3 separate regions of the Sus scrofa genome follow, and all the other regions are linked to region 3. Evidence: chromatin contacts called from public HiChIP or PLAC-seq and promoter capture Hi-C data. All regions are on one chromosome and are shown on one strand. Each heading gives the region's core, a stretch centred on a gene start, on an enhancer-like site or on the middle of the called end of the contact. The rest is flanking DNA. Distances are from core to core; before and after follow the strand shown. Region 1 overlaps ENTPD1 (ectonucleoside triphosphate diphosphohydrolase 1). Region 2 overlaps ENTPD1 (ectonucleoside triphosphate diphosphohydrolase 1). Region 3 holds the start of TCTN3 (tectonic-3).

Evidence for each region. Promoter capture Hi-C pulls out the DNA fragments that hold promoters and counts their contacts. HiChIP or PLAC-seq counts read pairs in DNA pulled down with a chosen protein or histone mark.
Region 1: a contact with region 3 is called in an H3K27ac HiChIP or PLAC-seq map of alveolar macrophages. The contact joins the enhancer-like site here to the promoter of TCTN3 in region 3. A contact is called at or near these places in 2 of 5 promoter capture datasets (fetal liver and liver), 25 of 47 Hi-C or Micro-C datasets (adipocytes, adipose tissue, alveolar macrophages and 15 more) and 1 of 2 datasets of contacts at active chromatin or transcription factors (alveolar macrophages).
Region 2: a contact with region 3 is called in a promoter capture Hi-C map of fetal liver, with 2.6 times the contacts expected there. The contact joins the enhancer-like site here to the promoter of TCTN3 in region 3. A contact is called at or near these places in 1 of 5 promoter capture datasets (fetal liver), 8 of 47 Hi-C or Micro-C datasets (adipocytes, blood, fetal liver and 5 more) and 1 of 2 datasets of contacts at active chromatin or transcription factors (alveolar macrophages).

What each region holds. Positions count from the first base shown.
Region 1 is chr14:107,364,390-107,367,890 of Sscrofa11.1, reverse strand. ENTPD1 (ectonucleoside triphosphate diphosphohydrolase 1) reads right to left here. Exons shown (of 10, transcript NM_214153.1): 5 at 2,585-2,744; 6 at 1,696-1,935; 7 at 1-175. Among named protein-coding and RNA genes, the nearest start is that of CC2D2B, 46 kb to the left of the region's middle. Within about 2 kb of position 1,475, at least 3 of the 83 cell types and tissues checked have an H3K27ac peak or open chromatin away from gene starts, as enhancers often do. A contact at or near this core is called in alveolar macrophages, where this site is marked.
Region 2 is chr14:107,346,862-107,350,333 of Sscrofa11.1, reverse strand. ENTPD1 (ectonucleoside triphosphate diphosphohydrolase 1) reads right to left here. Exons shown (of 10, transcript NM_214153.1): 2 at 989-1,116. Among named protein-coding and RNA genes, the nearest start is that of ENTPD1, 52 kb to the right of the region's middle. Within about 2 kb of position 1,978, at least 11 of the 83 cell types and tissues checked have an H3K27ac peak or open chromatin away from gene starts, as enhancers often do. A contact at or near this core is called in alveolar macrophages and fetal liver, where this site is marked.
Region 3 is chr14:107,262,054-107,265,295 of Sscrofa11.1, reverse strand. It overlaps TCTN3 (tectonic-3), which reads left to right and starts at 1,932. Exons shown (of 14, transcript XM_021074244.1): 1 at 1,932-2,294; 2 at 2,471-2,594; 3 at 2,893-3,011. The coding sequence starts at 2,039. It also overlaps a transcript of ENTPD1 not described here and the pseudogene LOC100153551.

The sequences.
Region 1 (3,501 bases), core at 226-2,725, 100 kb before region 3:
GACGGATGCTTTGCTGGCATTTCTGAAAGTCTCCAGTGCCTTGGATTTCAAGTTCAGGAAATGGAAGAGACGTCAAAAATCTCCTGGTGCAGGGAGCCTCATAAAGGTGACTCACATTCATTCTCCTCTGGTATCCAGAGTGAAAGCATGGTTCATGGATGGTTCCATTTGTATTCTAAATGGAAAAATCACTTGAAGACATCATGTGCAAATGCCTTGGGTGCAAAAGCACCAGTCAGACTTCATTAATGTGTTGCAATTGAACAACATCCAAGTACTCAGTACTGGCAGTAGTTTGTCCCTGTGATGCCTTTTTTACCCTTGGGAATAGTCATATTTGTAAAATAGGCACCAGAAGTGGTATCGGATATAAATGAAATTTCACTACTCCTAGAAAGCTAATATAGTTGAAACTAGACCCAGAAACTCCATTCATTTTATATGTCCCCTAGTGCCTAGTAATAGTTGCATAGGTCAGAAGCAGATTCACTAGGAAAACTCCCAAGGCTCTTAAAATTCTGAGTTTTAGTAGTAATTTGCTGGGAGTTTGCCTATCTATATCCCTGCTCCAACCTCCAAGCAAAAAAGCAAAAGCTTGGAGTTCCTGTTGTGGCTCAGCAGTTAACGAACCCGACTAGCATCATGAGGATGCATGTTTGATACAAGGCCTCACTCAGTGGGTTAAGGATCCAGCGTTGCTGTGAGCTGTGGTGTAGGTCACAGACGCAGCTCAGATCCTGCATTGCTGTGGCTATGGCATAGGCCAGCAGCTACAGCTCTGATTGGACCCCTAACCTGGGAACCTCCATATGCCATGGTTGCGGCCCTAAAAAGACAAAAAGGCAAAAAAAAAAAAAGCAAAATCTCCAAGAGTTGGAAGCACTTTAGATCATTTAAGGCAGGAGTATCAAGATGATTTCTAACCTACAACTTGCTATGTTCAAGAGAAGAAAGGGGACTGCTGTGGATAAGAGGCTTAGTGAAGCCTTAGGGCTCACTAGGTATCTCTCAGCAGTCCCTCCTCCCATGGCAGTCATCTTATTGATCTAGCTTCTGAGAACCAGAGAGAGTGCTTTGGAGGAAAGCAGATAACTGGTTGTCCCTTCAGTAGACTGGGAACAGCTGGGTTTGACATCCTTGCTCTGTGTCTGAGTGTGTTGGGTGGGTACATGATTTTGACTATGTTTAATTTTTCTTGCCTTCAAAAGGCAAAAAGTGTCTGGGGACAAGATTTGAAGTGTTGATCAATAAACTTTGTGTTTTCCCTGCAGTTTTTTTCTCTTTCCATGTTTTTTCTAACCCTGTTTTCTGAAGTTCATAGGAAACAGAGATGGAAAAGTGAGAAAGAGCTTAAAGTTGTCTGCATAAGCGTGCACGTGCGCACACACCCACACACACATCAGTACTCTAGCCTGTACTTCTCATATTCAACCCCACAGGGTGAGAAACTATTTTGCAAGAAAGGATCTGACTCGTGTCCTTGGAGATAATGCAGTAAACAAACATAGGAGATAAGAGTCTGGATGGGACAATTCACAGGGGTTGACCTGACGTAGTGAGATATCCTGCCTGAAAAGATTTGGAAAGTCCAGTAGCCAACTTCAGACCAATTACTGAAGTAGAAAGGGAAAACAACAGGATGTGGGGGCTTGTGGCCCAGTTGTGGGGAGCATAGTCTGGATTCATTATACTTGCCTTAAGGTCCTTGGTCAGTTTCTGCAAGAGTGCTTGATCCTTCCCATAGCATAAGAAACTGTGTGTGTATACACTGTAGTTCTTGCCATAGAGGCGGAAGTGCAGCGTGTTTTCTGGAGACTCGAGCACTTGGTTTTGGGGCACAAAAGTGATTTGTGTAGAGGCTCCTCCAAGGTCTAAAGCTCCATAGGTTTCCTGAGTATCACCTTTCCTTGGCTTCAGGTTAAACCAACCTGATTTCTGAAAGAAAGTACAGTCACCAGTGGTAGAAGTCTCTGGACACCCCCCTTTTCATACTATTTCTTAGACTTAAGGACTTCCTAAGGCAAAGGAGCAGGAGCACCAGAGGTTCCTGAGTCTGCATCAGATCAACAGCAAGAAAACAGGGGCTCAAAGACACAGCTCAGACTGCAGCAACAAAGAATCACTTTACAAACATGAGGTCTGGGGTCAGAAAGACTCAAGTTCAAATCCCCACTCATTTGCTCATTAGCCATGTGATCTTGGGCAGAACAATCACATTCTCTAAGCCTCAATTTGAGGTTCTAAAATGAGAGAACACCTCATATGGCTATTCTGAAGATTAAATCAAACAATACATGAAAAGTGCTTTGCTCAGCACAAGACACACAGCACTAGACGAATACTAGCTATCCTTATTTTAATGATAGTTTTTAATTTTTCTATAGTTCCATAAAGTAAAGATATGGATTCCTTATTCTCCAATGGTAAGAGTTTTTGTAAGAGAATTATACCTCTGCTACCCTTTCAAATGTGAGGGTAAATTAATTTGTTCATTTATCCATCATTCTTTCTGCTTAGTGATCCTTAGATAGCAATGGTATTGGCCCCCAGGGCGTCACCTCCTTGGGTGATGTTGGATAATCACCTGAATAAATTTGTCCAGCAGATAGTTGATAGTAATCCAGCCATAGGCACCTTCCTCTTGGCCAGTGATGATCCTGGCACCCTGGAAGTCAAAGGGGTATCTCGTGATGCTCTCTGCCACTGTAGACAGGATTTTGCTTGCCAAATTTTCATTTTTCATCCTGCACAAAGAGCTGAGGTTACTGATTTTGTTTGAATAACTACAAGTACCCAATGCAGCCAGAGCTTCCATCCAGTTCTCCTAGGAAATGAATTATTAAATTCTTCGGAAGGATGAAGGATGGTGATCCCCACACATGCTGTATGAGAAGCCCTGCTTTGGGGTGAGGCAGAACTACTCTTTTGGCCCCTTCTCTCCAAATCCAAATCCTTCCAATGCCTGCACAGGTTGGTCTTCTTAAAATAATATTTTCATTGTTCCCTGGCTCCAAGAAATTATCAGAGTAATTTTGATTACTGTGGTGGCGGTAGTTGAATATTGTTTGAATATTATTTGATCACTAAACCTAGAGCAAATATATGCTACATTAGCCACTGCTCATGGCCTCAGGCTGCTTACATAAAAACTTCTGCTTGAACGTTTTTTTGTTTTTTTGTTTTCTGTTTTGTTTTTTAGGGCTGTACCTGTGGCACATGGAGGTTCCCAGGCTAGGGGTCGAATCAGAGCTATAGGTGCTGGCCCACACCACAGCCACAGCAATGCATGATCCTAGCTTTGTCTGCCTACACCACAGCTCACAGCAATGTCGGATCCCTAACCCACTGAGCAAAGCCAAGGATCGAACCTGTATCCTTGTGGATACTAGTCAGATTTGTTTCCACTGTGCCACAACAGGAACTCCTGCTTGAAATTTTTATTTAGGGTTCTAGTAGACACCAGGTGGCAAATGTCCTGATATCCAACCTCAGTTGGTACCA
Region 2 (3,472 bases), core at 729-3,228, 85 kb before region 3:
GCAAGAAAATATACTTCTGCATATGTATTCCAGGGACTCTGTAGCCAACTTCTAGATATGTCACCACCCATGTGTATGTATGCTTTCGTTAGCATACTGGTATCTGGGCCCCTGTAGATTTATTTACTATAATTCAAATGAAAGTTTAAGATGGTGTATTCACAATATAAATTTAAACTTACCAAATGCTTTTAAATTAATGGATTAAATAAAATAATGGCCATATTATAAGATACTTGTGAGATATTCATGTCTTTGAAATTTTACTTTGATGAATTTGAAAGGAAGCAGAAATAAATCACAGTAAATGACCTTAACTGTCTTTAATGATATTAACTTAGCTCTTCAAATGTGTCCATTTCATAAGAAATTTGTCCATCCATGAATTCACTGCAACTTACTATAGTTGATACATAAATATGTTCTATGGGGGCTTTTTTAAAAGTGATTTTTAAAAATTGATCCCTTGAATATTTTGGAGATGGGGATCTCTGACTTCCACAATGTATATGGAGCTAGCTATCTAATAAATTTTATTATTTTGGTGACAGTGATAACAATGGAGTAAGAAGAACAAAGAGTGCAGTGTCCAATAAACAAAGACGTCATTGTTTCCACAATGAAACAATGAGAGTAAGAAGCAGAGATACTACTAGATTGTAGAGTATCAGCACTGGCTATCAGAGGTCTGCGTGTGATGGATAAAGCATTTGTCTCTGTTGGAATACTGATTTAATTAATTTGCTGACAATTATCTTCCCATCACTAACTGATTCAAGTCATTCCTTTTTCCAAAATGTACATTCGCTGCCACTTTACTCTCTTAGTCCAAAGGAGACTGACTTGTTCCTGGGCTTCTGAAAAGTCCCTCCTGGATGCTCTAGTTTACCATAACCTCCCTTTCCTCCCAGGTCCCACTCAGGGCCCCTCAAACACACGTGTTCACACACACACACAAACACACACTACACACATGGGTTTGAGTTACCTTAACATTTTCTGGCAATGGTTTGTTCTGGGTCAGCCCCAGAGCAAGCAATGCTATCACAGCAATGATGGAGGAGAAGCCAAGGATGACCAGTATGTTTTTGGAGCAAAATGTCTTCAGTTCAGACTCTAAAACCAAAAGAAGAGAAAATATCAATAAGAAATCAACACACATTTATTTTTCTTCCCCTTCTGTATGGTCTTATGCTGACTTTCTGGAGACAGCAAAGATAGAGAAGTCTGGTCCATGATGCACTTGCAAAATAAGTAGGAAATAAGAATAAAAGGATGTCTCTGTGCTGTGTTGAGGGCCAGAATGACTCAGTGGCTGTGGTAAGAAGAAGGGGCAGAATGAGATCAGTGATCGGACATGGGATGAGGAGGGGGAAAAAAAATCCCAAACTGGCAGTTTAATAGGTCACATAAGTTTATCAAAGCTCAAGTAACAAAGAAAACAAGGATACCATTTGCATTTTTAAAATCTACCAAGAGTAATTACTATGTTAAAAAGCATTCAGAAGATATCATCAAACATCAAAACCCTTCTGTTTCGTGGCCTTTCTTGGCTTGACACAACCCCTGCACTTCAACCACACTTATATGTGAAGTAATTGGTAACAGCATAACAGCACAGGGGCTGTGGAGTTTTGAACATTTCACCATTCACATCATCTTGACTATCGCGTTTATACTCTCACCATCATGGGACATTAAAAAGCTCCAGAAGGAGAATTCTATAAAAGGTAAATTTACTTTGATCAGAGGTGAAAAAGAGATGGAGTGGTTACCCCATTCCCTCCATTCTCATTCTTCCCCTCTCAGCTTCCCAAATTATCCCCAAACTTTCTTCTTAGGGAAGAAAAATAGAATCAAGTAATAAAGAAGCATGTGGACATTAGATGGGTTCTCCAAAATAGTCTGCACTTCTCTAAGGACAGGGCATGGGATTAAAACAGCTGAAAGAGGAAGCTGAGGTCCTGCCTCCTCTTTCCCTCTTGCTCAGCAGCTGTAGCTTTCCCAATGCAGAGCTCCCCCTCCAGCTCCTGAGCACAGGCTTGAACTTACTTCAAAGGACTGTAACTGCCTGGGTCTCCAGTCTGCATCCACCCCAAGAACACTGAACCAGTCTGTACCTATCAGACTGAACAGCACAAAACTTGGGAGAAAAAGTTTCAGCAACACCACTATCTATTGCTTCCAAACGAAGGAACAATAGATGAAGTATATAGCACTTCTCCCTTCTTCCCTCCCAAAGGAACCTCAGTTTTGTTCAGATGCCTACCACTCCCCCTGGCAGCCCACACACCTCCCGGAAAGGGGCTGATTGTTCTGCATAATCCTATTCCCTCTCTAGTGACTGGTTCAACAAAGGGACAAAAATGGCCCGTGAGACCCTGGAGGAAATCTGCTGGGGCAAGGATAGGAAAGAAAGAAAGTATTCTCTCTTCTTCCTCAGACCTTGTCCAGCCAATAACAGCAGAACAGAGAGATGGAGAGAACTTGAGTTCTTGAAGCATTTTGAGCTGCTAAAACAACTAACCTTGATCTGATGCTGCATGAGAATTATGTTTGATCCAATTAGAGTCAGGATTTAAATGCTTTGAAGCCAAACCATCCTGATACAACTGATGTGGCAGAAATGTCCTTTTTACTGCCAGCACTCTGGAATCTGGAAAAGAGCTCCTTAAGTACTACCTCAGTTCCTAAAGTTGTAATACTGACAAGCACAGCTTATAACATGCACATATTTTTTGACAAAGAAATTACAAATCTAATACCTAAGGGTCACACACTGCAGCCATGTTCCTACTAAAGCAGAATTTTGAATGTGTTACTCCCCAAACTGCTCAAAAGGTTTACTTATTTAGTTATTTTGTTTCCATAAATATGACAATTTTAATTATCTCATTTTCCTTCCATCCATTCAGGCATTAACCTTAGTATCCAATGAAAATGACTGACAAGGTCCCCACCCTTTGGAGTTCACATCTGGTTAGGGAGATATAAAAACCACAAAAGATGTGTATTCAAATAAGTGACTTTAGGTCACACTAAGTGCTGAGAAGAAATTAAAACCAAGGAATGTGATAGAGTGACTTGCAGCAGAGTTAGGGTAGGGAGATTAGACTGAAGGTCACGAAAGTCTCTCTGAGAAGGTACCATTTGAGCTTAGTCCTGGATGATGAGAAAACACCAGCTATAAGAAGGAGAAAGAACATTCCAGGAAGAGGGAGCAGCAACTGCAAAAGCCTGAGGTAGGAAACAGCTTGATGTGACTCTAATTGTTTCCTTTCCTAATGAGAACACTTGCTAACTCATTACTATCACTGAACGGTTGTTAAGCATACTTTTCCACACTTGCCTGGCTTTTGCAATGATACCCATATTATCACAATTATTCAAGCCTTTTGTCATATTCACCTTATTAAAGATACTATAGGAAAAGGAACTTAGATCTGAGAAGAAGTTTAGGAATTTTCCACAC
Region 3 (3,242 bases), core at 683-3,182:
TAAAGAGTTCAATGAAACAGTCTTTTTTTTTTTTTTTTGTCTTTTGTTGTTGTTGTTGTTGTTGTTGTTGTTGTTGTTGCTATTTCTTGGGCCGCTCCCGGGGCATATGGAGGTTCCCAGGCTAGGGGTTGAATTGGAGCTGTAGCCACCGGCCTACGCCAGAGGCACAGCAACGCGGGATCCGAGCCGCGTCTGCAACCTACACCACAGCTCACGGCAACGCCGGATCGTTAACCCACTGAGCAAGGGCAGGGACCGAACCCGCAACCTCATGGTTCCTAGTAGGATTCGTTAACCACTGTGCCACGACGGGAACTCCGAAACAGTCTTTTTAAAAATATTTAATGCATATCTAGCAAGTCCTGGGTACCGTTCTAAGCATGAGATACAGAGAACAAAACAGACAAAACCCTCTGTTTTGTGCAGCTTATATTCTAGTAAATACATATATTTGGAATAATAGGAACTTGACCTTTTCCTACAGCAATTACTAAAAAGGTAGATAAATATTTTATGCCTAAACACAAATATAGGTATCTCTTACAGCAGTCCACCACACAATCACATAAAAATATGTTTGAGAACATTTATAACAGAGATATATTTAGCTACTTCAAAACATGAGAACATCAACATCATGTCAGAGAATGTGAGCATTGGCAGGGTCCTAAAATTTATCTGCTCAAGTGATTCACTTAGAAAAGGAGGTATTGGCTAGATTTTGGATATGTGTATCAGATTTTATATAACTCTTAACAGATACCGCCAAACCAAGCAATTGAAATAACCCAGATAGCAGGACTGTGCAGACTGAGAAAAATACCTGATCCAGCAGGAGCAAGATTTTGATACCCTAGAGTTGTACTATCCAATACGCTAGCTATGAGTCACATGAAGTTATTTTACTTTGAATTAATTAAAATTTAATAATTCAGATCCTCAGTCACATTAACCACATTTCAAGCACAAGGCAAGAACATATAGTCTATGACTTCCATACTGAACAGTGTAGAACATGATAACATTTCCCACACTGCATAAAGTTCTGCTGTAGAGAATCAGAAGAGGCGTACCACTCCTGGGAAAAACCAAAACTTTCTAAGGAGGGCTACAATAAATGGAAGTTTATAATAGCAAAAATAAAATTTTCTTCATCCATTGACCATTTAAAAAAAAAAAAAATCTCATTGTTAAAATTTAAGGAACTGTATCTTTCTAATATATTTACTCGAAAATATTATACTTAGATGGGACTTCTTTTTTTGGTTTTTGGTTTTGGGGGCCGCAACAGCGCCATATGGAGGTTCCCAAGCTAGGGGTCCAATCAGAACTGCAGCCTCCGGCCTACACCGCAGCCATAGCAACTCTGGATCCCAGCCGCATCTGCGACCTACACCACAGCTCACTGAAACGCCGGATCTTTAAACCACCAAGCGACGCCAGGGATGGAACCCGCCTCCTCATGGATGCTAGTCGGGTTCGCTAACCGCTGGACCACGACGGAAACTCCCGAGACTTTTTTTTTAAGTTATGTGATCTTCAGTGTATTTTTCTCTGAGAGATAATTATCATTATCATTCTTTAGAAAAAGATTCTCACCTTTATAATCCGAAGTGAAAAAGATACGCAATTCTACTTCGAGCCTCTGTTGCTTCCCTCTATCAAGGAAGGTCTCAGCCCTCTGAGCCCTGAGGTCTGCGCGGTATGCCTACTGGGTGTACCTTGACCTGGGCTGAACTCCTACTGCCACTCAGTGGAGAGAAGAAGCAAGAGCGCCTCCGCCAGTTTGGCGGTTGCCAAGCGACAGAGGCAGAGGAGGGCCGGGCCAAAGAAGGAGGACGCGGACTGAAAGATGCTGAGGATCTTTAACAACGCCGCCTTCTATTGGCTGAAGGCTCTCGGCCATCTCCATGAGCCAATAAGCAAACGCTTGTGGATGACGTCATACGCCTTGCGACTCCTCCCCCCCACGCTCTAGGGACGCACCTAGCGACCGCCTGAGCCCACCTCAAATGCTTGCTGATGCTCTACTGCCCCCATGTTCGCTTCTCTGCTGTCGTTACTGCAGGTGTTGTTCCTGATGATCCCTGAGGGGGTCCAGCCTCAGCCTTCTCCGTCCCCGTCTGGAGCAGTGCCTACCCATTTGAACGTGGGGCCAAGGACGCAGGGCGGGACCCTTCAATCCTCCTCAGAGGGGACTGAAACTCCCTGGGCCGTGCCTGGGACCTCTACAGTGGGCCCTAATGTGGTGACCCCCTCGGCGCCTGGGAATGGGACCGTGGACGTCTTCCCAGGTGAGGGGGATGGGAGGATTTGGGGATGGAGACTACAGACTTAGAATCAGAATTCTGTGCACAGAGTGCATTGCCACAAAGTAAGGAGTGGGGCTGTCGAAAGAAGAGGAATTAACACTTCGAAGAGTTTGGGGATCCTCAGCCCATTCGCTCTGCTTTATGTTGTACTTTCGTAGTCTTACCGATCTGTGTCTGTGACTTGACTCCTGGTACCTGCGATATAAATTGCTGCTGCGACAAGGACTGCTATCTTCTCCATCCGAGGACAGTTTTCTCCTTCTGCCTTCCAGGCAGCGTGAGGTGAGCTGCAATGCTCAGGTTGAATCCTAAAGGGGACTGGAGCCCTAGAATAAGTAATACTTGGACCTAGGGATTGTTAACCTTTGTGCCTCCTGCCCCCACTTCCACTCCTAGGAGTGGAACTACCTTATTTTTTCCCAGGAGCGCCCTCTTCTTCTGAGGCTCTGCAGTAGGGCTATCCAGTAGAATAATCAGATCTTCATGTTGTCCTGTGGCTGCCCAAGGAGCCCTTTCTTTGGCAATGACATCGGTCGGTCACCTTCTAAATGTGTCTATTCTCCCTCCCATTCCCTCACAGGTCCTCGAGTTGGGTGTGTGTAGACAACTCTCTTATCTTCAGGAGTAACTCCCCATTTCCTTCAAGAGTTTTCATGGATTCAAATGGAATTAAGCAGTTTTGTGTCCATGTGAACAACTGTGAGTAGAAATATGTTGACTGTTCTTACTGCCTAACATTGAGAGTGAGCTTAGCCTCTGACCTTTTTTTTCCCTTTTCCTTGTTTTTTAAACTTTTTTTTTTTTTTTTGCACTTTGGATCTCTATCATCCTCCCTCTTATTCTGTCTGTCCCCCTACCTCCTTCTTTTTTCTCTTTTTTTTTTTTTTGTCGTTGTCGTTGTTGCTATTTCTTGGGCCGCTCCCCGCGGCA